Linked DNA regions of Rattus norvegicus: region 1 is linked to region 2. A link is a contact called in public Hi-C data. All regions are on one chromosome and are shown on one strand. The core of a region is the stretch at or near the end of the contact, and the rest is flanking DNA. Distances in the headings are between cores, read along the strand shown.

Region 1 (5,428 bases), core at 913-3,412, 160 kb after region 2:
TGCCTCATGTTCCTGTCGCTGAGACATCCTGTCACCATGGACTGGACTGACTGTACCTGCACATGGTGAGTGCCCCCCCAAAAGCTTCCTCCTTTGTGCTTTTGTGCTGCTTCGGTCAGGTATTTGAGCCAGCAATGAGAATAGTAATTAGCACAGATGGGCTTAGAGACATTTTCATGAGAAAAGGCTGCATAGACACAAGGATAGTGTTCCTGGATGGATGATGTAGCCCTGGGCAAGCCTCCCCTGTGTGCAAGAGTTTCTCTGTGAGTTTGGTATAATTTACAAAGCTCTTTGAACTGAGCCTTGCCACAGCTCTGTATGAACACTGGCCAATACCACTGGTGAGATATGGGAGACGGTTCAGAGGCGGCACCGAGGACACCGAGGGAGGAGAAGCTTGAGCTAGCCTGGGCTACAGAAAGATCCTGTCTTTAAAGAGAGAATGAGAGGGGAGAGGGAGAGCGCCCAGGGCCCTGCACATCTATGTAGACATTTTCTTTGTTTCCTCTGATATTGATTCTCTACATCTGGCACCGAGGTACGGGAAACAACCCAACCCCCAGCAAGCCTTACAATTCCAGACCTCTTGCCAGTGGTGGAAAGTGCTAGAGGGTTAATATCTAAAATGGATGTTTTGGATTTGAGAAGCACTTAGGAGTCTATACATGTATTCTCTGTGTGATAGGCTCTCCTAGGGGTGACTGCATGCAGGTGCAAGAGGTGGGAGGCAGGTTACCCATCGGGATAGTAAGTGATACACCATTAGAGTAATACAGGGCTGTCCACAGTGCTGGGGTGACAGTGGCAGGTGTGGTTCTTGCCAATCTTCTTAGGCAATTTCTTTTTAAACAGCGGGAAACTGAGCTGTTAGATTGGCATTTGTTGCTGAAGGGAGTCCAAAAGAGTGTGTGTGCGTGCGCGCGCGCTTGCCTGTGCGTGTGTGTGTGTGTGTGTGTGTGTGTGTGTGTGTGCGCTCGCGCTTGCGTGTGTGTGCGTGTGTGCGTGTTACATACACAAACCAGTGAGGGTAAGGATTCCTGGAAATGGCTTTCTCATCCAGGATGGAGGGTGACGGAGCACAAGCCCAGCTGGACACATGCTCGACTGAAAGGGTTTTCAGGTACATTGGGCCCAAGGCCACTGCCACTTCATTTGCTGGTGGAATGAATCTCTCGACTAAGATGAGGATCGGCTTACTGTCTCTCGGGGAGAGCCATAGGAGGTTGTTGGTTAGCAGTCAGGAGTGGAGGTATGAAGCAGAGGTGGGGGCTTCGGGGCATGGTTGGGGATAGGAAGTCTGTGGGCAGCAACCTGGGCGGGCTTGAAAACCTCCTGCAAACAGGTTGCGGTTCTCAGGACCAACGCCAGTTATTCCAGTCTACAGGAGGCCATTGTTTTGGGCCAAGCTGCTAATCAAGACCCTAGCAGTCCAGACCAGGCCGGAATGGAATCAGTCACTAACACTAAGGGTGACCATCAAATCGAGCTTTGAAAAAACTGCTTTGGGCTAGTTTCCCCCAAGCAGGGGCATCCCAGTCAACTGAATGAACTCAGTGTGGAAGTTCTATTTCAACCATGTAAGGAGAGAACTTCGCAGAGGGACCTCCCCCCCTTTTGTTCTTGTTTCTACTTTCCCCAGCCCTTTCTGCCGCTCAGCTCAGCTAGCTGGAGGCTCCTTCTACATCCAGGTTGCAATAAAAAACTAAATCAGACCTTTAAACTAGACCCTTGCTACCTTATCTCAGATACTCATCTCAGGAGGTGGATGCCAGGATAAACTGAGGTTGACTGCTGACTGCTCCACAGCCAAGTGAACACTGTACATGGAGTTCAAATCCCACCAAGGGCTGTTCCTTTAAGGAGGGTTTCTATTGCTACACAGGAGCTAACTTGCAGCCTGGGGTGGAGGGTCTCAATTACAGAACTCAGATACTTAAGTAGCAATAGCAAAGAATCTGGCATTCCCACGCATGCGTCCGTGCAGATATCTCAGGTGAGTCTGGCACACAGGATCGTTCCCAGAGCCTGCAGGCAGCCGCTGCCATATAGCACCAGGAGCAGGGACGAACGCGCATGCGTCGTGTGTGTTAGGAGGGGGCGGGGAGGTGGAAACGCATGCGCGACCACGGGGCGGTGCTTTCGCGGCCGGCAGGGGCGTGACCTTCAGCGTAAGGGGTTGGGCCTGGCCTGCAGGTATAACCGGACCAGCCCGCACCAGGACCCCCATGCACATGGCGCAGCATGTGTTCCTCACCGGGTCCCCAGGTGACCTGGGGCCTGCGGGACTTGGCGGGGAGGTAGTGTGCCTGGATCTCTCTCTTAGGTCTCCGGCCTGGCTTGGTGTATTGCAGCCCGGCGGGAAAGAAGGCCAGGAGGACAGCGGAGCACTGGTTTCAGGTCCCCCAGTATCGGTTGTCACCGGTCTCTGAGGCCCAGCTGTACTCTTTGGAGTTAGTTGAGCAGGCAGAGGCTTCGGGAGGGAGCAGAGGACCGTTGTAGGAGGCGCGCCAGCCTTGCACAGCCTGCCCTACATTTGAAATCTGTGTACAGTTGTGTCCCCAGCTTCCTGCTGTGGAGTTCATCTGGAGCCATCGTCCATACCTATGTTCAGGAGAGGTTTAGTGAACACCGGACTCACATGCTTACCCCCACCCCCACCCAGAGCCAGGGAGAGCTGTCAGTCCTTGATTCGCACCACACCCCTGCCTCCTGTCTTCGAGTTAGTTTGCCCCTTGCGCCGCAGGCCTCACTTCACTCCGGTGTGTCTTTGGAGTCCCCAGGCTTTTGTGCACTCTGCCTGCTGGTTTGCTTATCACTAATTATCCCCAAACGGTTTGGCTTTCCAAGCCTCTCTAGCAAGTATCGAGACTTATGAAAGAAAGCATCCTTTGTCAGCATCCTTGCCTCTTCCCAAATATTGACCAGCAGCTGTAAGTCATCTTAGAGGGGACTCTCTGGTTACTCACTCAGCCCAAGCAGCCTTCTGCTAGAGCTGAAGAGGCACAAGGGAGGTTGGGGAGGGGCTCTGACCCACGTGCTTCTTTTTTATGCTTTGATCAGCTGTTCTTAACATACTGGTCCCTGTGAGGAGATAGCCTCTGGGATCAGGAGCTGCTGGGCTGCTGTGTGTTTTTTTGGAAATACGAGTATACGGAGTTTGAAAATTAGATTTATTTCTGTGTGTGAGTGTATGCGCAGGTGTGGAGGTCAGAGGACAACTTTGGGGAGTTGGTTCTCTCCTTCCACTAGGTGGGCCTCAGGCTTGGAGGCAAAAACACCTTTACCCCATTGAAGCATCTTGCTGGTCCATAAATATACTCTCCTCCTCTTACAATAAAAGTGCTGCCTGCTTAGTATAAGAGCAGAAATGAAGTGTTAAGAAAGTGACAGACCTTTGGTTGGTGTCTGGGGGAGGGGGACAGGGACAGCGACAGCGTTTGGGATTTAAATAAAAGAATGACAGACCAACAGGCAGGCAGACTGAAGGGGCTAGTCCCAGGGAACTCCACCCTCTGGAACTAAGCCTGGGACCTTTTGTTCTGTATTGTTCTAGACTTCATCTGCAGTGGACGCAAACTTACTTTTGCTTAAAATCTGTAAAAATTATACTGCAGCCCTCTGGCCCACCACCGCTGATCCACCCTTGCAGCCAGGCTTCCTGCTCTAAAGGCTTAACAACCTCCCCACTCAGGACCATCTGCCTGATCAGACACTTGTGTGGCTGGAGGGATGCTTCAGATTTAAACCAGAACAGAGCTTAAGTTTAGGAGGAAAGGAAGCCCCCGATACATCCCGGGACTGTGTTAGAAATAAACTTACCACTGTGCTTGCCTCTGCTTGGGGTTGGAAATTCCTCACCCCTGGTAATCAGGCAGGTAGTGCCATTCCCAGCTTGTTCTGTTCCCAGCCATTGCTTTTGCAGGCCGGATGGACTTGGCAAGGTAAAAAACCTCTCGACCTGTCTTCTTTCCTTGTTTCTTTCAGGGGTTGGCAAGACAACCTTGATCCAGAAAGCCATCACGGTCCTACAGTCTTCTGGGCTGCCTGTAGATGGATTTTACACACAAGAAGTCAGGCAGGGAGGGAAGAGGATAGGATTCGATGTCGTCACCCTGTCTGGTGCCCAGGGGCCTCTGTCCAGAGTTGGGTACTGGTATTTTGTTTCTGCGGGGTTTTGTCTCTAGCCTGGCCTCAGTACTTCTTGGGAGCATTTCTTCTCTGTGTGAGTGTACATGCATGTGGCCCATATGTCCATACAGAGGCCAAACAGGGGCACATGGTGTCCTGCTCTGTTGTTCTCTGCCCTAGTCCCCGAGACAGGGAGTCTCACAGAACGTGGAGTTGGCATGGGGGCCAGTCCCAGAAGTGTCGTGGGCAAGCCTCTATCGCTAAGTTATATCCCCCAGCCCTCTGTTTAATTTTAACCTTAGTTTTTTATACAAGGTCTTGCTATGTAGCCCCTGCTAACCTGGAACTCCTAGAGATCCTCCTGCCTTTGCCTCCTAGTGCTGGGATTAAAGGCGCGCACTATCATGCCCAACACCCCCTTGCTTACTTTTTAATTTTGAGGAAGTCTAAGTTGCCCAAGCTGGTTTGAACTCAGCTATGGCCCAAACAGCCCTTAAACTTTTTGTTCTCTTGTCTTCTCTCGCCTCGGCCTCCCGATTAGTTAGGGTGAGGATAGGAGACTCACCACATTGGGTTCAGCTCTTGTGCTGTGGTGCATGGGCTTACTGGAGGTGCAGGGACCTCACTGTTGGTTACTCCACAAGACTGAATTTGGCCGGAATGGAGCTGACATTCAGGAGAGAAACCCCAGAGGGTCCAACCTTATACACTCCCACCTTTGGTACGGAGATTGTTAAGGGTGTGTGCAGAGAGCCGTCGGTGGGGACCCCTCCAACAAAGTCTCTTCTTTCAGGTCACAGCCTCTACCTGGAAAGGCCGACTGCCGAGTGGGGCAGTATGAGGTGGACCTGGCTTCTTTTGAGCAGTTGGTACTACCTGTCCTAAGGAATGTGAGTACACGTTTTCTGTCCTGAGAGCCGGGGGAGCCTCTGTATTGTGGGACTCGCTGGCCACTTGAACACAATGGCTTTCCCCCTGTAGTCAGGTGCTGTTTTATGGTTTATAAAGCCTTCCAGCCGCGGAGCCTTGGGCAGTCCAATTTGCTGTCCCCCTGAGCTGTCATGTGCCCAGAGCATGTGTAAAATATTTCCCGTTCAGAAGGCTCTAAGGCAGGTCTGTGTCCCTGTGTTCTGGTGCACAGAGCTTGCTTGAGTGTGTGCTGATAGTGTGGATAGTCTACACTGCTCTGTGTACACAGAGCCTACTGTCATGTGGTAGGTACCGCTTAGGTGGAGCCTGGAGCCCTATCTGAGGAGCTGGTCACTGCCTGCTAAGGACAGCCTCCACTTTCAGAGGC
Region 2 (5,779 bases), core at 911-3,410:
CAGAGCAAATGTCTACCGGGCTTCTTATGCAAGTTCACCTCACCCCATCTATAGGTAGCACGTGGGTACTGAGGAAAAGTCTTCCCAGTTTCCTTACGTTTCCCAGACATCTACCCAGTCGGGGCTTTTTCCCCTTCAGCTTTTTATGAATACACTTTAATTTAGAACATACAAATTTAACATGTCATATTTTAAGCCAGGCAAGCCACAAGAAATAACTATAAAGGCCAATTCCAATTTCTTTAGCTAATAAGTCTGCCTACTAGGGCAAGACTCGGGCTAGCTGTGAGGTTAACTTGTACAGCAAAAGTACTGAATAAGAACTGGGGCGTGGCAGAGCACACCTGTCATCCAAGCCACTCATGAGGCAGGGAGGACCACAAGTTCAAAGCCTGTTTGAGCTACCCTGTGAGGTCAGCCTCAGCAGCTTAGTGAGACTTCTTTCAAAATAATAAAAAGTGGCTGACTGTTTTGAAATAACAATAAACGAGGCTGGAAATGTAGCTTAGTGGTAGGGTGCTTGTCTACCAAACACCCAAGCCTCTAGGTTTACGTCCCAGATCCGACCCCCTCCAAAACAAAACAAAAACAAAAAAAAAACAAAAATCAAAAAAACAAAACAAGCAAACAAACAAACAAAAAATGTACTTAACCCAGAACATAAAACCTGCTGGGGCCACTGGATCAGTTAACTAGAGGGGCTAGTTTGATGACTAGACTGTACTAGTCATTAAAGAGCAGTGCTGGGAAAAGACGAACCAGCTCTCACCAGGGGAGAAGGAAATGCAGAGGTCTGTGACACAATCCTCAGTATGACTCAGGCAGACGCACAGGGCTACAGATCTTTCCTCAAACGCCGCTGGTCAACCCTTAGGCATGAACAGCCCTGCACAAGCCCAAAATTGAAGATAGACTGTTCCCCCCACCCCTCACCCCCCCTACCCGTATTAGATCCCATCTCTGCCTGTTCCGGAAACCTCTAAACTAACCCCAGCCAGCGATTAACAGCCCGCAGAAATCCATGCGACCTGTAATCACCAAACCCACCCGAGAACTCGACATCCTCCAAAGAAGTCAACGCGCGATGCAGAGCGGAGTAAAATGCAGCTCGCTCACGTTCATCTTTAGAGACCAAAGCCCACTTTCCATATTCGGGGAAAAAATTAAAAAAATAACCAGTTTAAGCCTTACAGGGTTGAGTAGTATGTCTCAAACAGTGCAGCAGTTTGGGATAGTTTCTTCCTTTCGTTCCAATTTGTTAAGACGTTAAATAAATAAATATAAATCCCAGCCTAGGCTGCAGACGCAGGAAACTCAGTCGGGCAGCGGATTAAATGCCCGTCATAAGAAAGCCATCTAGTGTTAAAGTTTAGAAGTGAAACCGCAGACAAAAGGAACATTTCTGGGACTATTTTGAAGTTACTGGGAAAACCAATGAGAATAATCAAGACCCCCCGTTTTCTGCGGGTGACTTGGGTTTCGGGGTGTTTTTCACTCTGCCCTTTCCCCCCTCGCTGCTTGGCCTTCTTTCTTAGAGCCAGCCACCCTTGCGCAGACCGAGTCAACTCTGAGCAGGATCCAAAGCGCCTAAGACCTGTTTTGAACAAAATCAGGTATCGCCGAGCCCCAATTCCTGAGGGCGCACTTGCTGTCCGTTCGCCCGCTCTGACGTTGGCCGGGGCTGAATTAATGTAGCCGAAGCCGGTTAATGACGACAAACGTCTCCCCGAGGGGTGACGCCAAGTTGTCCTCTGCTCTCGCTCTCGGGGAGACGAGCCGAAATTGATTCCTCGGGATACTGCGACCAGGCTCAAATGAACGTGCGGGCGCTGCCGGTCGCTCCCGGACCGCGGTCCTCACCCGCGGAGACGCGAGCCCGCGCGTACAAAGGAGCGGGAGCCCCGGGGGAGCGGCCCGCAAGTTGCGCGCAGCCCGGCAGGTCCGGTCCCCGCGCCCTGCGCACCGCGCCATCGGACGCACCCCGCACCCCTCCCCCGGGCACGCACCTCGGAGCGGCGGTCCTCTGGGCCCCGCCAGGGCCGGCGCGCAGAAGCCAGGGCCTCGCCGCCCGCCGCCGTCCCGCGCTACCCATTGGCGCACTCCCCGCGCGGCCGCTGCGCCCGCGGCTCGAGCTGTCGCCAGGCGCCGCGCTGCGTCCTCGGCCGCCCGGCTCCGTCTGCAGCCGGCTCCCGCCGCCGCCGCCCGCCCCGGCACCGCCCCCACGCGCTCCGCCCCCGCCCATTGGCCGGTGCCCCGACAGGCCCCACCCCGAGCGCGCCGCCCCCTTTCATTGGCCGGTGCCCGGACGGTCCCCGCCCCTAGAGCTCCGCCCACGCCCATTGGCCAGTCGGACAAGCCCCGCCCCGGGCGCTCCGCCCACGCCCACTGGCGCGCCTCCTGGCCAGACTCGCCCCTCGCCGTCGGGCGCGCGCGAGCGTCCTCGGGGGAGCGGTTCTCCCGGTCGCAGTGAGCGCGAGCCCTGAGCTTACAGGGGCAGGCGACCGGCTTCGGAGTGCTCGCAACCCGGGGCTCCCTCGGAGCGACCAATGCTCTTCGGGTGTGGACTCTCAGCCCTACAATGCTTGCACCATATCCGGACCCCTGAGAGTCGCCAAGCCTGGTGAAGCCTGGGGGACGCGCTTGACGCAAAAGTGCAAGCCACAGTTGCGCGGGCCGGGGAACCTGTGCCCAGAGCCAGTCCACGCCTGCTCTCGGTGTTCCGGCCCTGTCTATCCCCGCCGGGAGCCTCACCTGCGGCCCGCTGCAGAAGACCTGCGTTGGGCTCTGTTCTGACCTGCATCCGCACAGGCGGGAGGAGCAGTAAATAAGGCCAGAGCCAGTGGCAGGATTTTCCGAGCCGGCTTCACCTTGCGTCCCCAGAGTCCTGATCCGGTTTGTTTGGGACTTTGAACTCCTCCCTGGGAGAGATAAATGTTAATAATGTTATCTCTCCTTCCCCTTCGCCGTGCTTCCTACTACGGGCACACACCCTGATGAAGTTTAAACAGTGGGCCCCCACCCAAGCGGTATTTCTCCCGGTGCACATTGTCCAATTTCTTATGTATTATTTTATAATACCGGAACAACGCGTAGGAATGGGCCTGGTAAAACATGCCGGCAACCCGGATATGACATTACTAAGCTCCCGAGATTTCCAGACTTTGAGGTCTTTCCGGATGGTCTCCCTATACCTAGTGTTTGCGAAATTGTGTATGCATTCCACAAACACGGGATAAACGACCCGTGCTGCTTGTGCTTCCTGGGAAGCCCTTTTATCAGCCCCTGCTCTGTTAGTGGTGGTGGTAGGGGGTGGGGTGGGGGGGGTGCAGGTTAAACCCAGGCAGAGACTGGAATACAGCACCAGAGAGGAAGGCAGGGCATGGCCATGGGCTCAGGTGTCTGACAGAAAACAAATATAAAATGCCTCTTTTGGCGAGGATAAGGAGATTGCTGAAGTTTCAGAGAAAAATACCAACCATGTAGTATTCAACTGAGCTTGTCTAAAAGCCAGTGTGAGCCAAATTCCTCGGCAGTTAAGAGCACTCCTTGCTTTTGCCAAGGATCTGGCTGCTGTACCAGGCTCCCCGTGGCAGCTCACAACCATCTGTAACTCCGGTTCCAGGGGAATCAGACGCCCTCTTCTGGCCTCTCTGGGCATTGCATTCACGCAGTGAACATGCATGACTGCAAGCGATCTCTCAAGCAAATGAAAGGTAGTGTGAGCTATATCCTAGGTTCATCATCTCCTGTCACTGTCCCCCAAGTCTCCCTCCCTGCCCTTCAAAGACCTCATTACCTTGGGAATTCTTAAGGAAGCAGGCTCTAGGAACCCTTGCCCTACAATTCTTCTACACTTTTTTTAAACTTCTGATGAAGTAATTCCTACATCACTCTTAAGATTTCAAAGCCGTGCCAGCCAATCCAAGGAGTTGAGCTGGCCAGCTATCCTGCCTGCTGCTTGTATCTGTTTTCCTTTTAGCACAGTAAAGCCAGTTTAATTTTCTTAACGAGCCACAAGATTTGACCTACAAGGATACTGGCAGGGCAGTAAAATCCAATGGCTAACTTAGTGAAGATATGGAGCCTCACCTTTACTTCCTCCTTTCCCTTTCTACTAAAACCTTCCTCTTATAGCCTTTCTTTTATTCCAAACGAACAGTCATAATCTGGAACAAACGGGTATTGGTTTTGTGCATAGTTCAGTGTCTGATGATAGACCCAAAGGGCTGGTGGCCACCATAGGAGGCTTCAGGACAAGGAACAGTTTGAGAGCAGGGAGGTGCTCTGGTGCCCACAAGGAGAGCTGGTGTCTGCAGAACAACTTTGGGGAGGGCAGCAAAGGCCTTGCCAGAGCTGTCAGCTGGGAAAGGAAGGAGAGCCTGTTGTGTAGCTTGGCTGAACTGCACTTGCCTGACTGTGTAAAGCTCAGAGTTCCACCGTCAGCTCCAGGAAAAAAAAAAGGAAAAAATTAAAACAGGAGGAGATAAAGAGACAGTGCCAATAAGAGGTGGCACAGGGCCTGCCTGGGAAGCAGCCGTGCCCTCTGGCCTGCCACAGCGTCTCTGCTTATGTAATGCACACAAGGATGCTGTCTTCCTCTGTTAGTCCTGTTTGCTTGTGGTTGGCATTTGTCTTACATGTTCCCCTGTGTACCGCAGTAGAAGCCTCTCACAACAGGGTGTGGCCTTGTAAGTAAAGTAGCAAATGCCAGGACCTGCAACATTTGGGTTTTGGTTTTGGTTTGTTTGGTTTGGTTTGGTTTGGTTGGTTGCTTTTTTGTTGTCATTGTATTGAAACTAGGTATCTCTGTGCAGTTCTGGCTGTCCTGAAGCTTCTATGTAGACCACACTGGCCCTTGTTCACAAAGATCTGTCTGTCTCTGCCTCCCAAGTTCTGGGAGTAAAGCGTTCATCACCACGCCTGGCAAAAATGTATCTATTTATATCTGTTTATGTCTTTGGTGTTTCTGGGTGCTCTAGCTGCCTGGGCATTTACACACCAGAAGAGGGCAGCAGATCCCATGGCCTATGGTTATAGATAGCTTTGAGCTGTCACATGGGTGCTGGAAACTGAAGTAAAGACCTCTGAAAGAGCAGCCAATGCTCTTAACTACCCAGCCACCTCTCCGGCTGCTACAAGGTTTTAAGAAGTAGCTTCAGTGGCTGGAGAAATGGATCAGTGGGTAAAGCCCTTGGTACAGGGGCCTGATGACCTAATTTGATCCCCAGAACCCATGTCAAAGTGGAAGAGAGAACTGACTCTATAAAGTTGTCTTCTGATATCTACAGGTATACAGTCTCTCTCTCTCTCTCTCTCTCTCTCTCTCTCTCTCTCTCTTTCTCTCTCTCTCTCTCTCATTCACATGCATGTGCATGTGATATGCCACTAGTCCTGACCAAAACAAGGCCTGTATTCCCTTGAAGTGGAAACCAAGAGAATGGTGTATTATGGGACCCTGTGCTAATTGCCATTGTATGACATAATGCATGTCCCAGGAGTCCAAGAATGCCACCTGCTAAAAACCTCAGCTCTGTAGCACACATGGAAACCTGCTATGCCCAGGCCACTCTGGGAACAACAGAAGACTATCTTCTTTAAGTAAGGAGGCAGCTGCCCTCAGGAAAAGGAAACATAGCTGGATTTCTGCAGGGAGCAGATTTAAGCTGTGAAAAGCTGTCATATTTAAAATGTCACTGTGAACCTAAATTAGCATAGATCTCCACAGAGACCTGAAAAGACTCTTTGAGTAGAGTGACCAAATTTAAGGAAAAGTTGAGAA

The links. Hi-C and Micro-C count contacts between places; a contact is called where the count stands out from the background.
Region 1: a Hi-C map of hepatocytes shows a contact between it and region 2, with 2.1 times the contacts expected there. The contact joins the promoter of Ntpcr here to the promoter of Sipa1l2 in region 2. A contact is called at or near these places in 8 of 12 Hi-C or Micro-C datasets (the A7r5 cell line, frontal cortex, hepatocytes and 4 more).

Annotation. Positions count from the first base shown.
Region 1 is chr19:70,596,654-70,602,081 of GRCr8, forward strand. Ntpcr (nucleoside-triphosphatase, cancer-related) reads left to right here and starts at 2,163. Exons shown (of 5, transcript NM_001134573.1): 1 at 2,163-2,268; 2 at 3,988-4,150; 3 at 4,925-5,021. The coding sequence starts at 2,229.
Region 2 is chr19:70,435,613-70,441,391 of GRCr8, forward strand. Sipa1l2 (signal-induced proliferation-associated 1 like 2) reads right to left here and starts at 2,161. Exons shown (of 23, transcript NM_001009704.2): 1 at 2,007-2,161.